Linked DNA regions of Cyprinus carpio: region 2 is linked to region 1. The links are chromatin contacts, called in public Hi-C maps. All regions are on one chromosome and are shown on one strand. Each heading gives the region's core, a stretch centred on a gene start, on an enhancer-like site or on the middle of the called end of the contact. The rest is flanking DNA. Distances are from core to core; before and after follow the strand shown.

What was found. A called contact is a pair of places that touch in the nucleus more often than the background predicts.
Region 2: a Hi-C map of red blood cells shows a contact between it and region 1, with 4 times the contacts expected there. The contact joins the promoter of LOC109075182 here to the enhancer-like site in region 1. A contact is called at or near these places in 2 of 8 Hi-C or Micro-C datasets (liver and red blood cells).

Annotation. Positions count from the first base shown.
Region 1 is chrB13:22,988,997-22,995,594 of ASM1834038v1, forward strand. LOC109100421 (phosphofurin acidic cluster sorting protein 2-like) reads right to left here. Exons shown (of 25, transcript XM_042736129.1): 2 at 3,376-3,463; 3 at 3,000-3,089; 4 at 2,705-2,830; 5 at 2,461-2,620; 6 at 1,656-1,729; 7 at 1,496-1,576; 8 at 1,313-1,372. Among protein-coding and RNA genes, the nearest start is that of LOC109100421, 14 kb to the right of the region's middle. Within about 2 kb of position 4,290, at least 4 of the 8 cell types and tissues checked have an H3K27ac peak or open chromatin away from gene starts, as enhancers often do.
Region 2 is chrB13:23,023,381-23,029,978 of ASM1834038v1, forward strand. It overlaps LOC109075182 (synaptojanin-2-binding protein-like), which reads right to left and starts at 3,826. Exons shown (of 4, transcript XM_042737341.1): 1 at 3,603-3,826; 2 at 1,826-1,962. The coding sequence starts at 3,666. It overlaps LOC109075184 (galectin-3-like), which reads right to left. Exons shown (of 6, transcript XM_019091120.1): 6 at 6,284-6,598. The coding sequence ends at 6,483.

The sequences.
Region 1 (6,598 bases), core at 3,040-5,539:
TTTACAAGAAAATATCTGAGTTACTTTTTCAAAAAAGTAACGCCAGTTACTTTGTATTCCACTTTTTTGACTAACAAGCCTCCTGTTCCCATATTGGGAGAAATCGGAAGTATGGAGGCGTTGTGTGCGCTGTGTGAACATGATGTTACTGTAGTTCTAGACTAAATGTGAATGTGCATTAATTCATCCCACTCACAAAAAAACAAAAAACAAAACAGATTTAGTATTCATCAAAATAAATCAAAACAGTGAAATGCAAACTCAGAATATGACGCAAACCTGCAATAACTAAATATATTAAATAACACAAATGTATCTATTCCCATTTTATTAACAGTGTCTTTGCTGCTGACCTTTAATGATCCAGTTCAACCATACTAATAATCAAAAATGACTTTAGATGAACTAACAATTGTGCTTCATTGTTTTTTTTTATTGCTGAAGAGTGTTGAACCTTCTTCTCCTGTGTTCTACTGTACAGACGTGAATTTACTTTTCCTTCAGCCTGAGGTTTATTCATTACACTTTTTTCGTGTGAAAGGGCTTTTACATTTTGCTATAAATAGAACTTCTTATATTAAAAACAGTCAAGCCCTGCTCATATTTAAAAAGTAAAGTGAAAGTAATGCAAAAGTAATGTAACACATTACTTTCCATAAAAAGTAACTAAGTAACGTATTTAGTTACTTTTTTAGGGAGTAACACAATATTGTAAGGCATTACTTTTAAAAGTAACTTTCCCCAACACTGCTGGACAGAAACATACAACAGGAGAAGAAATCAACTAATTTATTACAACCTACAACTTATCAGATGAGAACAATCCTTGAAATGAATTGAGCTGGATGATGAAACTATTGTCTTCTGTATAGATGATTCAATTAAATTTGTTTCATAAATTATGAACTTCAGGCAGTTAATGAACTGAACCGAATCAAACGGAACTGATTTGTGCTAAATAATGACACTAGTCTTTATAGAGCAGCTTTACAGCAGAATTTGAATTTGTCTCATTAGTTTCCTTTCTATTACTATGAAGCTGCTTTGAATAATCTGTATTTTATAGCACTACAGTATAAAGGTGGCTTGGCTTGACTTGATAATATTTAGACTACCTATCATGTCATAGTTGAGAGGTCTTAGAAAATTTAAAGTAAAGTACATTTAGTTCAAAACAAACACGAATTTGGTCCACTGAGATGGAAAACAAAAGTGTACAAAACATACTGGTTCACCACACAGGTCAGCCTGCACAACCTGACTAACATGTATTTATACACTTAAAAAACAAATAGACTCTATATTTACCCACCTCATCAGAAACTCTGAACCGTTTGAGCAATGCCACCACGCGCTGCTTAAAGTTCTGCTGCTAATGGAGAAAGAGAAGCACACACACGGACATACACACTCATATTAACAGTCTGTTTACTACACGATCACATCTGACAGCGATGACTGGGAGTAAATTCTCATTGTTCTCCGGCATTCTTACCCTGGTGATCGATGCCGTCCGGACTATTGACCTCCTCTGCTTTTTTAGTTTCCTCATCTCGTACTCGTCATCCTCAAGATCCTGAGGAGCATGTATTTACATGAGTCAGCAGAAAAAGAGGGACGTGAGGTTGCTTTGCTTGTGTGGTGTTTGTAATCACCTGTCCTTGTGCTGCGTCATCACTGGCCTCCTGCTCCGATGAGAAGCTTTCATACTCTTCTTCTGAGTAATTATCTACCAAGTCCAAAAACGAAAAAGGAAAGACCCAGTCCTGAATACTGATTGGTCAGTGCAGTGTTCCAGCTAGTGATGTATCGCTACTGACATTTTGGCTAATATGATAAACCAATAATGATTTTTAAATAATGCTTGATAACTAATAAATGGACATTAATAGATATATTTGTGCTTTAAATAAGAAAATTAAAAAAATAAAAGGACATTAAAAGGGCAATATAATGAAGGTCTCCCAAACTGAGGTTTGGTCATGAGGGTTTCAGCTAAAAAAAGTTAAAAAAATAATAAATAAATAAATAAATAAATAAATAAATAAATAAATAAGTACATTTAAAAAAGTAAATAAAAAAAACTTAAAATCTCAGGGTGTACTTCAAGTAAACATCAGGGTCAAAGAATATATATATATATGAAACCAATAGCTTTAAATGATGAGTTTGGTATTATAAAAGATCATTTGTATGTCTGGTCTGAAACAGAATATATTGTATATTTTAAATAATCATTAATAAACTTTTTGTAATTTTATGAATAATGTGCACAGTAACTCATGCTTAAATCTGATAAGGTGCCAATAGCACCAGTCACACTAAAATACACAATACAGGAAAAAAAAAACACCTGTTTAGTGTATAACTTCATATCTTGCATAAAGAACACAATTTGTTATTGCCAGTGACATGTCATAGACTAATGAAAAATGTATGTGTATGTATGGATGATTTTACCAGAACATTTGATTTTCTGTCCCAGAATGGCTGCCTCTTCGTGGTCTATAGGCTGACTGGACAGGGAATAGATCCAAATCTCAGCAACTTTACCCAGAAACTCCTTCTGATTACTGCAAAGAGCCAAGACCTGCCCACCTTCTGCAGGATGCTGCATCACCTACACACACACACACACATCAGCATTCAAGCATTGTATATGCTTCAAAAGTGACTATTAACCCCCCAGAGAAACCCAAAATACCTCTGCCATGTCTATAGAACCAGCAGCCAAAGTCTTGTAACCCAAAATTGTTCGGTTTTTGTACCTCTTCCTCCGCTGAAGCAGGATTTGCAATTTATTTCCCTCGCGTTTCAGAAAATGAGGGTACTACTCACATTCAAACATGTATACACAGGAGAGAGACAAGAAAAACATCAAACTCAATTTCCTAATAAATCAATCTAAGCAGTATATAACTAGGCAGTTCACTAAGTTTTAGTTCAGAGCCATTTATGACTGAGCAATTTGACAAAGTGTGTTTTGAAGATATCTTTACCTGTAGTGAGAAAGTGAGAGCGAGATCAGTCTCGACCCCACCAGCAGGGGGCAGCACTATCTCATGAGAGCGCAGGATTCGCTTGGAGCCCTACAGGCACAAACAGTCTCTTTATCTGTATTTCACCCAATTTTTTCTTCTGTCATCACTTGGAAGAAACAATTATCCACTTAATTTGGGATTTTGTTTATTGAAAAGATTTTTGGACCTTGGACTTTGAAAATGTATCATCATTCTGTATTGACAAAAAGTTTATTTTTGATGACTATTACACTTTACGATATTATGCACTTTAATTCATTTCTCATGTATTGTAACCCTCTTAGAACAGGTCTATTGTCTCTAAACAACACACTTTATGAAGCTGATTACTAACCTGAATCTTGACTGCAATGACGACAGAAATCAGCTCCTTGTCAAGTTCCTTCATCACCACGAGCTTCTTCAAAGTCAGACTACACAGCCTACAGATAGAAACAACAGCCTCATTTACACAAATAAGTGATTATACATAACATCTGGCTAATCGGGAAGCAATCTTGGCAATGAGCATGTGGAAAAAGTACCATACAGCACAACAGCACAAGGAGAAAATTTTCATTTTTGTGTGAATTATCTCTTCACTTTACAGTTGGTTAACAAACAGGCACTCATTTGCTGTTTATCAGTAAATGTTTGGGAATGTGATCCATATGTTTGTTCCTGTAACAGGATGCGAGTAGATAATCTTGTTTTCTATATCCTGAGTTTCTTATCAGTGTGGCACTGTATGAACATTCAATTTCTAAAGAAAACTCAATCTTCCTAAGAACAACTTCTGCCAAACTAAACTCTAGAACTCTAGAGCTGGGAGAAATTCTACAAGACTGAATCAGGTCTGTAGCTGAAAACAGGCACACAGCAGCTTTCAAATGGGACAGATCAGTCCAGAAAACAGCTGGAATTCATGGGATTGATAAAGTGGGGTTCAGGGATTTCAGTCCTCTGGAAACTTGCATGCAAAACTGTTTACAAACGTTCCATTGAGTGCCTGTCATTTTAGGCACGAGGAACCATTCAAATGGGCCAAAATCGTTTTACTAGAACATAGTAAACACACACCCTCACTCTGACACTGCAGTAAACAGTGTTGGGGAAGTCATGGCCTAGTGGTTAGAGAGTTTGACTCCTAACCCTAAGGTTGTGGGTTCGAGTCTCGGGCCAGCAATACCATGACTGAGGTACCCTTGAGCAAGGCCCCCCCCAGGCCCCGCAACATAAATGGCTGCCCACTACTCCGGGTGTGTGTGCACGAATTCGGAGTATGTTTTTTTTTTTTAAACCTCAACACTGCACTGAGAGACATCCACCCTTTAACACATACAGTGACAATGCAAATGAGGAAAGAATCTAAAAACTGCCACATTTGCATCACAGAGCCAAACATTTCCAGAATTAAAGGATTAGCAGACCAAAAAAAAAAAAAAAGACATTAAGTCATTATTTGCCTAGAATCTTCCCTTTAGCCAAATCAGGCGGGACAAATTTATGCGCATATTCAAATTGCAAGAGAATCCCATTTGATTCTCGCACTAAGCTAATGAATGTCTTCAGAATATTTTAATATAATATACAATTTTATGATTCTTTTATGGTAATTTTTGTCATTTAAGGAGCTTGACAAGCACATTTACTAATAGTTTGGAAAAGAATGTGAGTGTTCTGTTTCCTTTTGTGGTCTTATTGATTTGGAACAACAATGAGGTCGAATAAATGACAGATTTTTCATTTTTGGGTGAAATGTCCCTTTGCACACTGACTGTGGAGGGAGAGAACCCTGTCACAGAGAGAAAATGAGATAACGTCAATAATGCAGGAAGAGAGTCAGAGCAGAGATGAAGCGAGAGGGAAGTGATCAAGGGACCAGAGAGGCCCCTAGAGGCCCCAGAGCAGCTTGTACAGAGAGGGAAGCCAATGGAAACGGACCCATATGCATCCACCTCATAGAATATTAATGAGAAACACTTTATATATTCAAATCACATACCAGGTACTATGAGGACAAGGAAGAGAGAAAGAGAGAGGCACACAGTACAATCTCTTGAGTGATCTGAAGGCTGGTATTGTTCACACAACATTCTCACTTTGACACACACACACTCACACACACAAACAAAAGCCATTCTTCTTCCCTGAGCGATTAGCATGCTAATTCTGACCGCAACAAAGGAACACACAGTGGTTTTGAGTAGACTTAACATATACACATTTCTCTCTCACATACACACACACTAACATTAGCCCAGAACTAATATATTAATATGATAAAAATAAAAAAATAAATAAAAAAATTATTTTGCATTTAAGCAGCATTGTACAGTAAAAATCATTTCTGTCTAGGCATGATTTTCCTAAATGAAAATTAGCATAACATTACAGTATAGATAAATGTCATGTGTTGAAGACTTCTTATTTTATTTTAGAAATATATTTTACAATTTAAATAACGTATTTGTTTCCGCATTACAGTAATGAGAATGAACATTTTAAATGGTAGTACACTAAAGATAATTGGGGGAAGATGATTATCTATTTAATTATAATGAAAATTATGCAAATCTAATTTCAAAAACATGTATTTTGAAGTTAAATTTGGCTGAGGTTCACCCTGTAAAAACAGCCATATTTCAAGTTAATCACACATTCAACAAATTACATACTGTAGTTTTAAACAGTCATAACACACTATATTTAGAATAAATACATGAAGTAAAAATCATTGATTTTAGTGAAAGCAGTGTGAGAGGTTGATTATTGAGACAGGAAACAATGGCCACACAGACAATTTTATGTTCTGTTTTCTCAGTACAAAGGCTGATTATTTCAGCTGGTGTGAGTGTGTGTGTGTGTGTGTGTGTGTGTGTGTGTCACTGCACACACTCACGTCAATCAAACCTCTCTTATAACTATGTATAACCTCCTATAAAGACCTAACAGCCCTCAATGACCTCTCGCAGAAGAACAGAGACTGTTCATCCTCTCTGGAGTTAAAGATAAACATGTCTCACTCCACTCAGCTGGATCCAAACTCAATCACATCTCCATTACACACACTCTCCTACAGAGACTGTGTGTGTTTCTCTCTGGCAGAAAGCACAGAGGGAATTAAAGCAAAATCAATTTCATTCGTTTCTCATCAGAAACCCTCACTCAGGTTACACGCACATCTACTGTAACTGTAAGTCTGAAAGGGCAGTGCTAAGGGGTGAAACCATGCTCAGGTTACGGGCCCGGACAGAACACTGCTAGCCGATGCATTAGTACACATAAGAGCTGACACCAACATTTCATAACACTTACACAGACACTGCTGGTAGATTTACATCCTCAAACCTGCAGCTCTGACAACATTTAACCATTACATACACAGAAATACCTTATAACTTATGCCATGATTACAGTTTGAAGGTCAAAGGTATGATTTTTCCTCCACTAGTGGCAGCAAACTTAGAGCGGGACTATGATCAGTGTTGGCATTGTTAACTAAAACTAAACCATTAAAAATTGTTTTCATTAATTAAAAAAGACGGAAATAAACAAACTATAAATATTAGATGAAT
Region 2 (6,598 bases), core at 2,576-5,075, 34 kb after region 1:
TCCAGGGTCACATATTTTGTAGATACACTATTTTGTTGGATTGTTGTACTGTTTTATATTTTTTGTTTTTACACTTTTGTCTCCGAAATATGTTTTCATAAAGTTAATGAAACATGCAGATGGTTGCTCTGAGAACAATAAATATCAGATGAAGTGAGTCGTACTGTGTCATTCACTTTTAACTTATATAAATAATATTTGGTATGTCCACCTTTTGCAGCAATGCAGCATATCTCTCTGGCATAGTGTAAATATATTTCCTGAGAACATCAACAGTAATGTTATCCCATGCCTTCTGCATCTCAAGCCAAAGGTTTCCTTTTGATGTACAATAAATCTGTCCAGTTTATTTTCCAACTCCCCCCAAATTTGCTTGATGGGACTGAGGTCTGGACTTTGAGGGGGCCAGTCCATCATTTTCAATGCTCCAGCAGATTCTTTCCATCGCAGGTAGTTCCAGCAATAGTTCGTTTTATGGGCATTGTAATGGCCAGTTCAACAAAAACAATTAAAACCTCTTAAATATGCCATGTGTTCTAACAATTTTGGCCTCCACTGTTTGCTTATATTATATTATATTATATTATATTATATTATATTATTATATTATATTATATTATATTAGTGATGTCAAACGATTAATCACATCCAAAATAAAAGTTTTTGTTTACATAAGTGTGTAGTGTGTATATTTATTATGCATGTATATATAAATACAAACACATGTATATATTTAAGAAAAATATGCTATGTTTATTTAATATAAAATATAATAATATAAATATATAAATGTATATAGATGTAAATATTTTCAATATATATACTGTATGTTTGTGTATTTATATATACATAATAAATAAACAGTAAACATACATATAGTATGTAAACAAAAACTTTTATTTTGGATGCGATTAATCGCTTGACAGCACTATATATATATATTATACATAATAAATAAACAGTAAACATACATATAGTATGTAAACAAAAACTATATATATATATATACATACATACATACATACATATATATACACATATACATATATACCCATATATATATACAACATATATACATACATACATCTATACATGCTTATATTATATATATATTATATATATATACATACACATATATATACATACACATACATATATATATATATATACATACATATATACACACATACATATATACACACATACATACACACATACATACATACATACATACATACATACATATATACACATACATACATACATATATATACATACATACATACATACACATACATACATATATATACACATACATACATAACATACATATGTGTATATGTGTGTGTATATATAATATATATGTGTATATATATATATATATATATATCAATATATATATATATATATATATATATATATATATACATACACATACACAGTATATACATACAGAAACACAAACATACACAGTATATAATATACACACACATATATACATATACACCATATTACATATACCTATATACATATACATACATATAAGTATGTAAACAAAAACTTTTATTTTGGATGCGATTAATCGCTTGACAGCAACAACAACAAAAAATGTGAAATGCTGTAGCATCATTATTCTAAAGATCTGCATTTAAGGTGAATAGGGCCATCCACATGATTACAGTAAGCATTGATTTACAATAAATCACTCGTACAGTCGAGCTGTTATACAGTGAAGTGGCAGTACTGATTCACAGCGATTGTCAAGAATTAAGTATTAGTTAAGTACGATTTGTTAACCATGTACAGTAAATTACAGTGGTTTTACCGCAAGAATTTTGTCTCCCTCCTGCATACGTCCATCCAGTGCAGCCGCTCCGTCTACTTTGATTTTTGCCACAAAGATTCCACTGTCATTCATAATATACTGCTGGTCCACCCCACCCACTATATTAAACCCCAGACCTGACAGAGAGAGAGAGGATGTTACACACAGCACGTGTTTGAACTACTTACATGATTAAACTGAGCCTGATATACGTTCACACAGACTTAATGTGATTTCTGAAGAAGAAATAGGGAAGGGGGAAGAAACAGACATGATCCCAGCCAGACGTCACTTCTTAAGAACACACAGGAACAACGAGACACATGGAAAATATCACTGTCATATGCAATCCTTGCACCACAACACATTCCAGATCTACCACAAATAATATGATTTACTAATAATATAATTTAGGCCTTATTGATGAATAATGTAAAAAATGTTAGTCATCTCGTCTGAATCAGAAGAGAACATTCTGGACAGCAGTGACAGTTTAAAGTTAAAACATCTTAATGATGCAGTTGTTAATTACAAACTCACTGTTTTTAACTCCAAAAGTCATTAATTGACGAACTGTAGTCGTGTGGATTATTGTGATGTTTTTATCAGCTGTTTGGACTCTCATTCTGACGGCACCCATTCACTGCAGAGGATCCACAGGTGAGCAAGAGATGTTATGCTACATTTCTACAAATCTGTTCTGATGAAGAAACAAACTCATCTACATTTTGGATGCCTCAAGGATGAGTACATTTTTAGCAAATTTTCACTATTCCTTAGTAATCAGTCATCAAAAAAGGTTTGAAAATATTAAGTATATAAAAGACCACCTGATGTCTGTCATTTTCACCAGAATAACCATAGCATTCTAATTAAACATTACGAGAAAAAAACAACAACAACAACATTTACATGCATGAATCCATCACAATAACATATACACTATGGATTTAAAAACTAAATAAAGAATAGCATGCCGACAATAAAATGTAATTTATTAAATATAAATCAAAATATGTTTGGTAAGACAAAATCTGGAATAATAATAATAAAAAAAAAGATCTAAATTTAGCAGTCATGCCTCACTGCATACTAGTGGACACTTTTACACCAGATATTGTTTTATTGTACGATCATGTGGTAAATATTATATCAGTAAAGGAGTCTAAATGGGGGACTGGAAACAGGACATGTTCTTTCTAATTCTTAAAATTTGATATTATTTAAACTGACTAATTTGACCCATAGTGTTGATGACGTATTATGTTTCTGCTTTTGTTTTACACTCATACTTTTTAATCACAAGTCAAAGTCCAGGGCTATCAAAGCAGTCCAGTGCATGACCTCGCAGAGGTAACAACGCATTATATAACACTTTAATCAAATTAAGTCTCAGCTCTCAGAAACTGAACTGACGGACCGGAACCAGACCCACTACTCATGAAAATCTTCAATAACAGCCATATATAGTGTGCTTGAATCTGTCAGAAATGTGTCCGTGTTTATATGTCGGTCCATAATGCTGATAGTGTATTGTGCTGGTTGTGATCTCAACTGAACTTTCGCTTTCATAACAACACAAACGCCTCTGAATAAACCCGATTTGATCGTTTGCGGAGCACATTCGGGACCGGGTTATCAGTTCGGGTTCATGGAGCCAGTTATGTCAGCATTTGTTGCGGGAGCGGGCCGACCCAGCAGAACCGAACCGCCGGGATGAACTCGGTTCGCACAGCTCCAGCAGAGAGCAGGGGAAGTCGAAGACAGCCAAACTTACCAGCCGGGCCTCTTTTCAGCGTAATTTCTTCAACGCTCGGCGCGCTGTGTGCGGATCCGTTCATGATGTCGGAAAAGTTTCACTTTTAATACCCGACCAGCTAACCTCCTAAAGCGTGCGGAACTCCGCCTGCTTCTTCTAATGCCGCCGGGATACGTGCGCAGCCGCCACTGCCACCTAACGGACAGCACCGGAACACTCTCACGGTGCACTGCGGAGGAGACTGCGGCGAGGAGAAGATCGACTCATTACAAAAAAAATAGATCCAGTCATTACATCATAACGTGTTCCCTGACACTCCAGCGTGGCATTAAAAGTCATATGTTGGCACATATTGATGCTAAGTGCGTTTTTTTCTTCTAAATTAGAATTATAAGGATGTTTATTGTAATTTCATTGTAATATTAAATAACACACTAAAATTAACTTATATCTCCTGCCCTGGTTAAAAAAATTTTTTTTAAACTATTATACAGACAAGTCGTACATATTCCCAGTACATTTTATTTGTCAAATTTGTTATGTTCTGCTAAAATACTTTCCCCCGTTCCACAGACGAGGCTTAAGCCTAGTCCCAGACTAAAATGTAAGTCTGAGCTGTTTCAGCTGAAAGACATTTGCACTGACTGATCTTAAAACATACCAGTGCCTTTGTTTTGTCTCAAGATACACACCAGTAATGTTTTCTCCTATGGCATGTTAATAAAAGTGACTTTAGTCTAAGCCCTGTCTGTGAAACCAGGCTTTTAAGTACTTTTTTAAAGCAATATTAAGTACTTTCGCTAGGCCCTGTTGCACAAGTCGTTGTTTGTTGGTGGGGTCAAGTTGTTCGCGGCCAGCCAGCGTAGAACATAGGCTTGCATTATGCTAATGTGTTACCCTGTGATGTGTAGCCATCACGGAAGTGGGATTCGAATAACTAACGACTCATTTCAGCTGTTCAGAGTCGATTCTTTATTTTTGGAGTCAATCCCTGCGTCCCAATGTGCATACTATCCAGCCTGTCTGCCCTAAATAGTACTGAAAATTACTAATATCACATATAGTATGCACATTAGGATGCAAGCAATAACTTTATTTATCGTGCACTTTCAGCTTTACAACTTTGCAGATCATTTACATTCACATACAGCTACATTACACACTGCAATGAAGGCAATATTGGAAATGGCGTAATAGGGGCACTTTAATAAAAGTGACCATATCAGTCAATGATTGTAAATATTATTTATGTGGTGAGTAAAATAAAACATTAAGTTGTAATCACATTCCCCGGTTATACTTTTTATCCTAAATAGTAAGCATCCATGCATGCTTTCTTGACAGCTCTTTGCACAACATTGTGATGGTTCATCCATGACATTTTCAGCTGTACACCAAATTGTCAGTGGTACAAATGCAAATTTAAGATGGTGTTTTTTTTTTAAATGTATAAATGCAAATGTGAAGTGCTGGTAATAAATAGCAAATTCAGAAGCTAATTCTTACACACAGATACAAATCGTATGTGACAAAGGCACAATTTTATGACATGGCAGAAGTGCATACTTACAGTTCACAGTAAAATTCATCTTAACAACTGTAATTTTTATGTTAAATTACTTCCTCTTATCTCAGGTCAACATGCAGAATATAATATGACCAAGCACATTTCAGTCAGGGTAATACAGCATTTATTCGGACATAATTATTTACTTATCTCCATTATCCTAATTATTTCTTTAATATGGTTTTATTCAAAATAATGAACATTTTCCAAAATCCATACCAAATAAAGTAATATTCAGCCATTTCGATCTGATGTAATTCAGCACAGTGTCACAGCTCTGGTCTGCAGTTTCCTGAATAAGAGTTTATGACCCCTCATGGGTCTTGGTACTATACCATGCTAATACCGAAGGTAATAATTTAGGTGTGTTTGGAACAGTATACGTTGTGTTTTTACAAAATTTGTCAAACACACTACCGTTCAAAAGTTTGGGATCAGTAAGATTTTAAATATTTTTTACCGAAGTATCTTGTGCTCATCAAGGCTGTATTTATTTGATCAAAAATACAGAAAAAACCCTGTTATTTTGTGAAATATTATTGCAATTTAAAATAATAGTTTCTATTTTAATATACTTTAAAACATAATTTATTCCTGTGATGCAAACATGAATTTTCAGCATCATTACTCAACAGCATTTATTTAAAATGGAAATCTTGTGTTACAATATACACTACAGTTCAAAAGTTTGGAGTTTTTTTCTACATTTTTTGAAAGTAATGAATACTTTTATTCAGCAAGGATGTGTTAAATGGATAAAAAGTGATAGTAAAGACTCATTGTTAGAAAAGATTTTTAATTTTAAATAAATGCTGTTCTTTTTACCTTTTTATTCAGAAAAGAATCCAGAAAAAAGTATCAGTTTCCAAAACAATTAATAAAAATAAAACATGAAGCAGCACAACGGTTTCTAGCACTGATAATAAATCAGCATATTAGAATGATTTCTGAAGGATCATGTGACACTGAAGACTGGAGCAATGATGCTGAAAATTCAGCTTTGATCACAGAAATAAATTATATTTTAAAGTATATTAAAACATAAAACCAGTATTAGAAATTGAAATAATATCTCCCAATATTGCAGTTTCTTCTGTATTTTTAATCAAATAAATACAGCCTTGATGAGCACAAGAGACTCCATTAAAAACATTAAAAATCTTACTGATCCCAAACTTTTAAACAGCAGTGTACATGCAAAAGGTTAACTATCATCATTCAACTATCAACTATCAGTTATGGTGCTTTCTGAAGATAATCTATACTTTTCAAGGACCAATGACTACATGTGTCTCCTCAACATTGTCAAACTGCTCCTACGCCCCTGGGATTTAGATCATGCTGGGGGCCGCGCTGAACAGAACGAGGTCTCCCTCGATGTGCAGGTGAGTGACATCCTCCATCCCGCCTGTTCTGTGCTCAAACTCCAGCAGATGAACGCCATCCA